Regions from separate parts of the Podarcis muralis genome. Here region 2 is linked to region 1. Evidence: chromatin contacts called from public Hi-C data. All regions are on one chromosome and are shown on one strand. The core of a region is the stretch at or near the end of the contact, and the rest is flanking DNA. Distances in the headings are between cores, read along the strand shown.

Region 1 (4,803 bases), core at 148-2,647:
GGCCACATGACCCAGAAAAGCTGTCTGCAGACAAACGGCAGCTCCCTTAGCCTGAAAGTGAGATGAGTGCTGCACCCCATAGTCAAATTCGACTGGACTTAAACATGCAGGGGTCCTTTACCTTACTTTTACATATATAACATCTGGTTAAAACATATCCATAATTCCAGTTAAAAACAATTATGACAGCAGTCCTTTCATTAAAAGCAGTCAATTCCCCAAAGCCTGTTGAAACAAGAAAGTCTTCATCTGCCGGCAGAAAGACAACAAGGAGGGAGACAGTCTAACTTATCCAGGGAGGAACTTCCAAAGGCCAACGCTCTGACCACAACAGTGGCGCTCTTCTTTATAGTATTGTTACAAAAATCGGGTGCCTGCCCCTCTCCTTGCCTGGTTCCTTTGGAGAATGGAAGACATGGCGGAGACTGTTGTGGCTTTAAGAAATATGGTCTATTCGCCTACTTACACCTTCAGTCTGTGTGGAGGGAGCCCAGTTCTTACTGCATGGCCCACAGCAGTGCAGGCAACCTTCCGTCTCCCTGCCCAAGACGGATCTCCCCCCCTTCCTCCTGCTTCTTCTTCCCAGAAACCCTTTTCCCGTGCCCTCAAACATACACCCCGCCACCTTGGTAACGTCTCACTCCCCAATGGCCCATCAACACTGTGGTCACATTCATGGGTTTGCTCTTCCCCCAGCATAAGCCAACCCAGGAATTCCCCGTTTGGCACAGTTCTGAACTTTAATCCATATCCCAATTGATCAAAACCTTCGCATTAATTTCTAGGGTTTGGGGACCCCCCCCCTTAAATCTATAACCGTATAAAGCAGTGGGTAGCCAACATGGTGCTGCTAGCCTTTCTCAACCTGTGGGTCCCCAGGTGATGTTGGACTACAACTCCCATCACCCCTAGCTAGAGCTCAGGGATTATGGGAGTTGTAGTCCAACAACATCTGGAGATCCACAGGTTGAGAACCACAGTGGTGGGACTACAGTTCCCATCAGTCCTAGCTAGGAAGACTAATATAGGTCTTAAAGTAGGGTTGTATTTCCCCTCATCCGTTTTATTATTTTATCTTCCTGTAAACCACTACTGATAGTAGTAGTAGTAGTAGTAGTAGTAGTAGTAGTAGTAGTAGTTGTTGTTGTTGTTGTTGTTGTTGTTGTTGTTGTTGTTGTTGTTGTTGTTGTTGTTGCTGCTGCTGCTGCTGCTGCTGCTGCTGCTGCTGCTGCTGCTTTTTGTAGGCAAGAGGTGTATAAATAAATAATAATGATGACTTCATTGGTAGAGGGCGCAAGAGAGCCCGCCCGCCCTCGAGGACTACAAACCCCAGAATCCCGCGGCGGGGCCTCCCGCCAATCGTACGAGAGCGCTCCTGCGCGAAGGCTCCTGGGATTCGTAGGCAGCGGCGGCCACTAGCCCAGCCCAGTGGGAGGGACCGGCGGCGGAGGCGGCGAGGCTGAGCCAGGTGTCTCGCGGGCGGCCCTCCAGGTGACGGCGGCCGGGGAAGGGGCGGCGGGGCAGCGAGGCGAGGGGCGAGTGGTATCCGGGAGCGCAGCGGAGGCCCGAGGGAGGCGAGGGGCGAGCCGGCCGCTTGGCTGCCTGCTTGGTTGGTTGGTTGGCTAGCCGGCCCGGGGATTGGAGCCGGCGCCTCGCTCCCCTCTTCTTGCAGCAAAGCGGGCGGAGAGGCGCGAGGCGGGCTGCTGCTGCTGCCGCCGCCTTTCTCCCTCGGCGAGGTCGGCCGCCTGAGCATGCAAATCTCTGCAGCAGCTCCGGGATGGTACAGTCGGTGGGTGTCAGGGCTGGGGGAAAGGAAGCGCGTCCCTCCCTCTCTCCCTCCTCCGCGCTTCCCCAGGCATGCACCCCTTCGCCCTCGTGGCCTGCAAACTGGAGCCCGTGCCAGAATCAGAAATAACCCCTCCACAAAAACAAGACACCCCCCCCCCCCAAGAAGTTCATCATCATCGGACGGGCTGCAAAGAGAGCGCATGATGCGGGTGGTCGATGCCTTTTGGGTCTTGCAAAGGAAAAGGCTGCATGGCAGCTGGGTGAGGGAGCCTTGGTGCAAGCGCCCGTGCCGGGGATTTCCTGGGGAGCTACATTATCTTACCAGGAGTGACCAAGCGGGCCTTGTTTTAAAGCCCTGCTCCTTATTTTTAGGACCCTGCAGTTCTGGGGGCTCGCCTTAAGGGCCCTCCTGATTGTGACATTCTGCCTTGTTTTGTTTATTTTACAAGAAACACAACAAAACACCACCCCTGCTTCTTTTTAATAGGACCCAGCTCTACCCACTGAAGGTGATAATAATATTAATAATATAATAATTCATTCCCTTTTGATTTCTACTACTGCTCCTCTATGCTGCTGCCCTGTAATCCTGTCTTGCTTTCCAATGCAGTCCTCCCCTCCTAAAGCCCACGTGGCCCTTTGTTATTTTTTTCTTTTCATTGTTCCTGGTTTTTCCGTGCGCATTCTCCTTGTGGCGTTTTGTGGTTTTTTGTTGTTTTCCTTCGGTACCTTCCAATCTCTCTCTTTCTCTCTCTGCTCCCCTGGAGCCTCTGCTAGCAACTGTTCCGGGCTGCCGCTGGATAAAAGTGTGCTCTGCCTGGAGTTTGCAGACGGCAAAAGCATGAATTGATTTACTGTCCTACTTCGGAGGCATCTCTGGGCAGCTGGGAGCGAGCGCCCGGGAAACAGCAGCAAGAGGAGGAGCAGGCGGGAGAAGGCAGAAGGGGTCCTTTTGTGTCCTCCCTTGAACATAGGCTGTTTCCTCCTCGCCTCCATCCTGGCTGGAAGAGTTCTTTGCAATAGCACACAGAGGCTGACAGATCTCTCTCTCTTGCTGCTGTGTTTTGTTTTGTTTTTAAAGTGCTCGTTTCTCCATCCCCTTCCCCCTTTTTGCTCATGTGCGGATGCTTGTTTTCTTGCAGTTCACCTTCTCCAGAGCCCCGTGCTGGTTGGAAACAGCAGGAGCCAGAAGAAGAGGCAGATCAGCCTGCCCTTGGTTGCACAGAAGTGGTGTGCTGATTTCCTACTACTTTGACACCAGAGCTACTCCCAGCCATCTGTGACTCGAGCTGCCTGAAGCAGTGGTACAGGGAGAGGAGGAGGAGGCAGCTTTAGTAGCCGATGATAACCCTGCCCTCAGTGGGTTTGTATTACCGGAGCATGCACTGATTTGCTGCCTTGTCTTTAGACCCATCCCAATCGCCGGGGTTTGTGCGGGTGTGCGGTGCATGGTCAGGAGGGAGGGGGGGAAATCCACTGTCTCCGTAATAAATGATAGAGGATACAATGACTTTGCTCTCTCTGCTGGGTCGGATCATGCGTTACTTCTTGCTGAGACCAGAGACCCTCTTCCTGCTATGCATCAGCCTGGCACTGTGGAGCTACTTCTTCCATACGGATGAAGTGAAAACCATCGTTAAGTCCAGCAGGGACGCCGTGAAGATGGTGAAGGGCAAAGTGGCGGAGATCATGCAGAATGACCGGCTCGGCGGATTGGATGTGCTGGATGCCGAGTTCTCCAAGACCTGGGAGTTTAAGAACCACAACGTGGCCGTTTACTCCATCCAAGGCCGGAGAGACCACATGGAGGACAGGTTCGAAGTAATCACTGACCTGGTGAACAAGACCCATCCTTCCATATTTGGGATATTTGATGGGCACGGAGGCGAGGCAAGTCTCGGGCTGTTCATTTTGGGGGTTCGGGATTTGCTGCCATTTCCTATTTATTGCCATTGTTTGAGTTAAACAAGTAGCAAAGTTGTTGTTTTACGGTCATTCACACCTCTGGTTTGGGTAGAAGCCATTTAAAGGGTACAGCAGGACAAAAGCCTAGTCTTCCATTCTTTCCTTTTTAAAAATACCTTGCAGTTTGAGAATCCTAGCAGTAATGACTGTGATCACAAACTTGCTCTGTTAAAGCTCTTCTAACCAAGCTATGAGGCTTCACATGCTGCTGCCAGCTGAGTAAAGTCAGCAGATGCTGTAATGGTTGGTTTAAAGGGAAAGTTTATTGAAAGAGGGGGTGCTTTTTATTGTAGGAAAGAAAGGAGCTAGCAGGAGATCCCTAATGTCCCCAGTTGGGGAACAGAACTGAAAAACTTTCTTCTAGCCGACCCAAGGAATTAACCTCGTATCACTGCCTTTATTATTATTATTATTATTATTATTATTATTATTATTTCTGGCCATAGAAGTTTGTTCTTTGTTTACGCCGCGTTCTGTAGCCTTTCTACTTGCCGAGACAGGCTGTTTGTCTTGGACAGCAGTGCAAATACCATGTGTCGCTCCCTTCCTCTTTGCAAGGGATGCCTGGAAAGGTTGCTGTAGCTTTTTTACATTGCAGGGTGCGCGGGTGGGCTTGGGGAGTGGCAGAATCGGCTAGTGACACCCTAGCTGCAGACCTATTATCTGTGTCGGGTTAATCAGCGATGAAATACAAGGAGGTTTTCCTCCCTTTTCTTTTGCTTGTATGCTAAGAGTGGCTGGGGGAAGTGACAGGGTGCTGGGGGAGGAATCTTGCTGGTGTGTTAAATGAAATACTTGGTGCACCACCTGAAGTGCTTTGCTTGTGTTTGTTTTTATTCTGCCTCTGTTGTGCTATGATCTGAGGGTCTTCGGGTTTCCTACAGCTGTTCTGGCAAGTCAGACTTGCCGGGAAAGCTGTGACAGCGATCTGGCACAAATCGAGGTCCCCAAGGGTAGCAGCTGTTCTCATAACTCCTGATAGGCTGCACCTCTTGCGCTCCTTCTGTGCACTCACCACACTGGGGGAGGGGGGGCTCTAACAGCCCCAGC
Region 2 (4,529 bases), core at 419-2,918, 190 kb after region 1:
GACTTCCTGCTGGATAGGTCTGATGACATTGGAGTCCATCAAGAAGTAATTGGACTACTCCCATCATCCCTGACCCTTGGGCCTGCTGGCTGGGGCTGAGGAGAGTTGAGTCCACCGCCTGGAGGCCAACAGATCCCCATTCCTGTACTACACTATTCCTGCAGAAATAGAGCCAGCACAGCTTGACCATCTGGAGCATTGCACCGCAGTTCAGATCCTGAAATCTAATACAGTACAGTATCTGCAAATGCTTTCCAAGATAGGGAATGTTTTGTTCAGATTTAGGGCTGTGTAGGCGGTTCTCCGGGACGCGGGTGGCGCTGTGGGTAAAAGCCTCAGCGCCTAGGGCTTGCTGATCGAAAGGTCGGCAGTTCGAATCCCCGCAGCGGGGTGCGCTCCCGTTGCTCGGTCCCAGCGCCTGCCAACCTAGCAGTTCGAAAGCACCCCCGGGTGCAAGTAGATAAATAGGGACCGCTTACTGGCGGGAAGGTAAACGGCGTTTACGTGTGCTGCGCTGGCTCGCCAGATGCAGCTTGTCATGCTGGCCACGTGACCCGGAAGTGTCTCCGGACAGCGCTGGCCCCCGGCCTCTTAAGTGAGATGGGCGCACAACCCTAGAGTCTGGCAAGACTGGCCCGTACGGGCAGGGGTACCTTTACCTTTACCTAGGCGGTTCTCCCACACAGCGTGCCAATCGAGCCGAAGGGGTGCAAAATAGAGAAGGTCCATTATTGAGAAGATCCATTTTGCCACTCAGAGAGACCCATATTGTGAAATACTGCCAAAGGTTTTGTGTGGATGTTGTACTGTTTGTTTGTTTGTTTGCCATTTTAAGAGGCAGCTTGACCTCAGTACTATATACTGTACACGCTTTCAGTTTCAAACACTATTTGCATACTCATCCCGACCCTTAACCATTTTGAGCCACTTCCCATCTTCCACTGATGAGCCATCCCTTCCTTATCTCCCTCCACATGGCCATCTGTCATGGAGGCATCCGTTGAGAATCCTGCATTGCACGTGGTTGGACGGTCGCCCTACAAATCTACAAACCCACAGACTGCAGCGCAGCCCCGTCCATCCTCCGGGGGCTCTCCTTGTCCCGATTTTTCCTCGTATCTGCGCAGGGAAGATCGTAGGGCGTGGCTGAGCTTTGGTGACCGCGGATCACCAATCCACTCCTGCAAATGCTTGTTTACTGAACTTTTTATGCTCTGGAAATCCATCACCTTGCCTCCCAGTGCCATTCGATGTTCCCCTGTCTATAAATCTGACCGGTAGGCTGCTGCTTACCCAGGCATCCGACGGTGCGTACACAAAATCCCGTTATGTCTTTAAGGCGCTGCCGCAAGACTCCCCCTGTTGCTTCGATGCTTGTTTGGGTTTCAGAGAGCGGCAGCCAAAGGCAAGCAGCCTTGTCCTCGTTTCCAATCGCTCGGGATGACAGAAAAATGCGGATTTCGTGAGCTACCCTACCCCCACCCCGAAAGACGATTGAAAGCAGCATAAAACGCCCTCCCCCATCTTTCCCCCACCCACGTCTCCTTTCTTACCGCCAACCCCTCCGAAAGTTCCGCCGACTCGCTTCTGCTTTCCGGGCCCAGATCCCGCTCACTCCAGCCGGCCTGCAGCAAAACCCAGATGGCAATCGCGCCTCCTTTCCGGCCGGCGATGGCTTCCCGGAGAAAGAAGAAAGAGACGCAAGCGAGTCAGACATGTGCAAGTTCCCGGCGAGCGACCCCTGTGCTTGCAGGCCGGATTTCCTGATCGCTTTGCGCTGCTTCGCGTAGCAGCCGCAGTTTCTCGGCAAGTGAATCGGGGAAAGTTTCTTTGCTTTTTTAAAGGGGAAAGGCAGAAGTTCGTGATCGTCCAAACTCGTGCTTTCTTTCGTAGGCAATGGAGACGGGGTGGGGGTGGGGTGGCGGAATCAAATACAATCGCTGTGCGACTCTTTAAAAAATTTCGCTTCAAGTGCTTCTTGCGCTAGAAGGGGAGAAATAACCGCGAGGCTCAAGTCGTACCAAAAGCTGAGCTAGCAAGGAAAGCAAAGTCCTTCCCGGCAGCCTTTTATATAACTGGGTGTTTCTCTCCCGGCTACTCCATTTTTTATCCCTCCCACTTGATTTACGGGTCTCTCTCTTCCTGTCAGCATTCTTTGCGTGGGTACAGAACATGCTCATTCCTTATCTAGGCTTGTTTGAAAGTGCAAGGTGTGTCATGTTTTATTTAGAACTTTTAGGTTGGGGGTTTTTTTTTGTACTTTAACGAGTTGGTTTGCAATGCATCTCAGTGCCTCCCTTTGACTGGCTACATAAGCAACAGCACTCAGAGAACTGAATCAGAATACAGTGGTACCTCAGGTTAAGTACTCAATTCGTTCCGGAGGTCTGTACTTAACCTGAAACTGTTCTTAACCTAAAGCACTACTTTAGCTAATGGGGCCTCCTGCTGCTGCCGCGCCGCTGGGGCCCGATTTCTGTTCTCATCCTGAAGCAAAGTTCTTAACCTGAAGCACTATTTCTGGGTTAGCGGAGTCTGTAACCTGAAGTGTATGTAATCTGAAGCGTATGTAACCTGAGGTACCACTGTATAGGATGAAGACGAACTCAGTAAGAGTAGGAGGACAGTTCAGCATATAACTGATTCCTAAATATTAGGTTTTATGTATTTATTTTTCAATTATGTTTCAACGTTTTTAACATATACAGCCAAAACACTGTACTGTATTTACAGCATCCAGGTTCGATCTGTCATGGATGCTTTAGCTGAGATTCCTGCATTGCAGGGTGTTGGACTAGATCAAGGTTCCTCGACTCAGCCCTCCAGATGTTTTTGAGACTACAATTCCCATCATCCCTGACCAGTGGTCCTGCTAGCTAGGGATCATGGGAGTTGTAGGCCAAAAACATCTGAAAGGCCGGGGTTGAGGAAGCCTGGGCTAGATGACTCTTGGGTCCCTTCCAACTCTCCACTCCTATTAACACAATTTTGTCTTTTCTCTTATTTTTGTCGACTTCCCACCCCCCCTTTTTCCAGGGAGCTGTTTTTTTCTATCCTTCTGCTGCACCCTATCAGATTGTATTTATTTTGATATGTACCACTAATGTGCCAAAACGGCTTCTAAGCCATTTGCAGCTATAAGATAACACAGTAAGAATTTGAACAGGAACATTTAAACATCCTTTAATCAGAACATACTGTTGCATGCCTCTCCAAGATTCCAGGGGTTTCAGACGCAGACCCAGGGTTTATGTTTCCTTTTGGAAAGAGGCACAGCAGAGTCTCTGGTGTCTGTATGATATAGGTTTTATTTACACATATATACAACCTGAGCCTGCAATGGAGGGTTCACAGTACTGACCTGCCAAAGGGGTCTTGTTTCTCCCATAGCCCCAGCCTTGGACTTAATTAGAAATCAGTAATTGCTCCCCAACTTGCTGCTTTACTTCTGGCCCACATGGCTGCAAGTCAAATCTAAACTGTGGTTTTGTCCTCCTAACTGGTTCCACACTGATAATCATCAGGCCATGGAACAAACCGTCACGGTTTCTGATGTGATCATGGAATGTCCCTCTTTTCCTTGTTGTTGTTTAGTCGTGTCCGACTCTTCGTGACCCTATGGACCAGAGCACGCCAGGCACTCCTGTCTTCCGCTGCCTCCCGCAGTTTGGTCAAACTCATGTTAGTATCTTTGAGAACATTGTCCAACCATCTTGTCCTCTGTCGTGCCCTTCTCCTTGTGCTCTCCATCTTTCCCAACATCAAGGTCTTTTCCAGTGAGTCTTCTCTTCTCATGAGGTGGCCAAAGTATTAGAGCCTCAACTTCAGGATCTGTCCTTCCAGTGAGCACTCAGGGCTGATTTCCTTCAGAATGGATAGGTTTGATCTTCTTGCAGTCCATGCGACTCTCGAGAGTATCCACCAGCACCATAATTCAAAAGCATCAATTCTTCAGCGATCAGCCTTCTTTATGGTCCAGCTCTCACTTCCATACATCACTACTTTAACTATACGGACCTTTGTTGGCAAGGTGGTGTCTCTGCTTTTTAAGATGCTGTTTAGGTTTGTCATTGCTTTTCTCCCAAGAGGCAGGCGTCTTTTAATTTCGTGACTGCTGTCACCATCTGCAGTGATCATGGAGCCCAAGAAAGTAAAATCTCTCACTGCCTCCATTTCTTCCCCTTCTATTTGCCAGGAGGTGATGGGACCAGTGGCCATGATCTTAGTTGGTTTTTTTTTTTTAATGTTGAGCTTCAGACCATATTTTGCACTCTCCTCTTTCACCCTCATTAAGAGGTTCTTTACTTCCTCCTCACTTTCTGCCAAGATGTGAAGGAAATAAGTAGCTATCCTATCTTTAAAAGACATCTGAAGGCAGCTCTGTTCAAGGAAGTTTTTAATATTTAACACTGTATTGTTTTTAATACTTTATTGGGAGCCGCCCAGAGTGTTTGTTGTGGGGGAGGAAGGGAAAGAAGAATGTTAGCTGCTTTGAGACTCCTTAAAAGGGAGTGAAAGGCGGGATATCA

What was found. A called contact is a pair of places that touch in the nucleus more often than the background predicts.
Region 2: a Hi-C map of tail shows a contact between it and region 1, with 2.7 times the contacts expected there. The contact joins the promoter of ARL14 here to the promoter of PPM1L in region 1. A contact is called at or near these places in 2 of 3 Hi-C or Micro-C datasets (blood and tail).

What each region holds. Positions count from the first base shown.
Region 1 is chr6:19,493,946-19,498,748 of rPodMur119.hap1.1, forward strand. It overlaps PPM1L (protein phosphatase, Mg2+/Mn2+ dependent 1L), which reads left to right and starts at 1,398. Exons shown (of 5, transcript XM_077929811.1): 1 at 1,398-1,491; 2 at 2,931-3,151.
Region 2 is chr6:19,687,100-19,691,628 of rPodMur119.hap1.1, forward strand. ARL14 (ARF like GTPase 14) reads left to right here and starts at 1,669. Exons shown (of 2, transcript XM_077929812.1): 1 at 1,669-1,806. All of the region lies in intron 1 of B3GALNT1 (beta-1,3-N-acetylgalactosaminyltransferase 1 (Globoside blood group)), which reads right to left.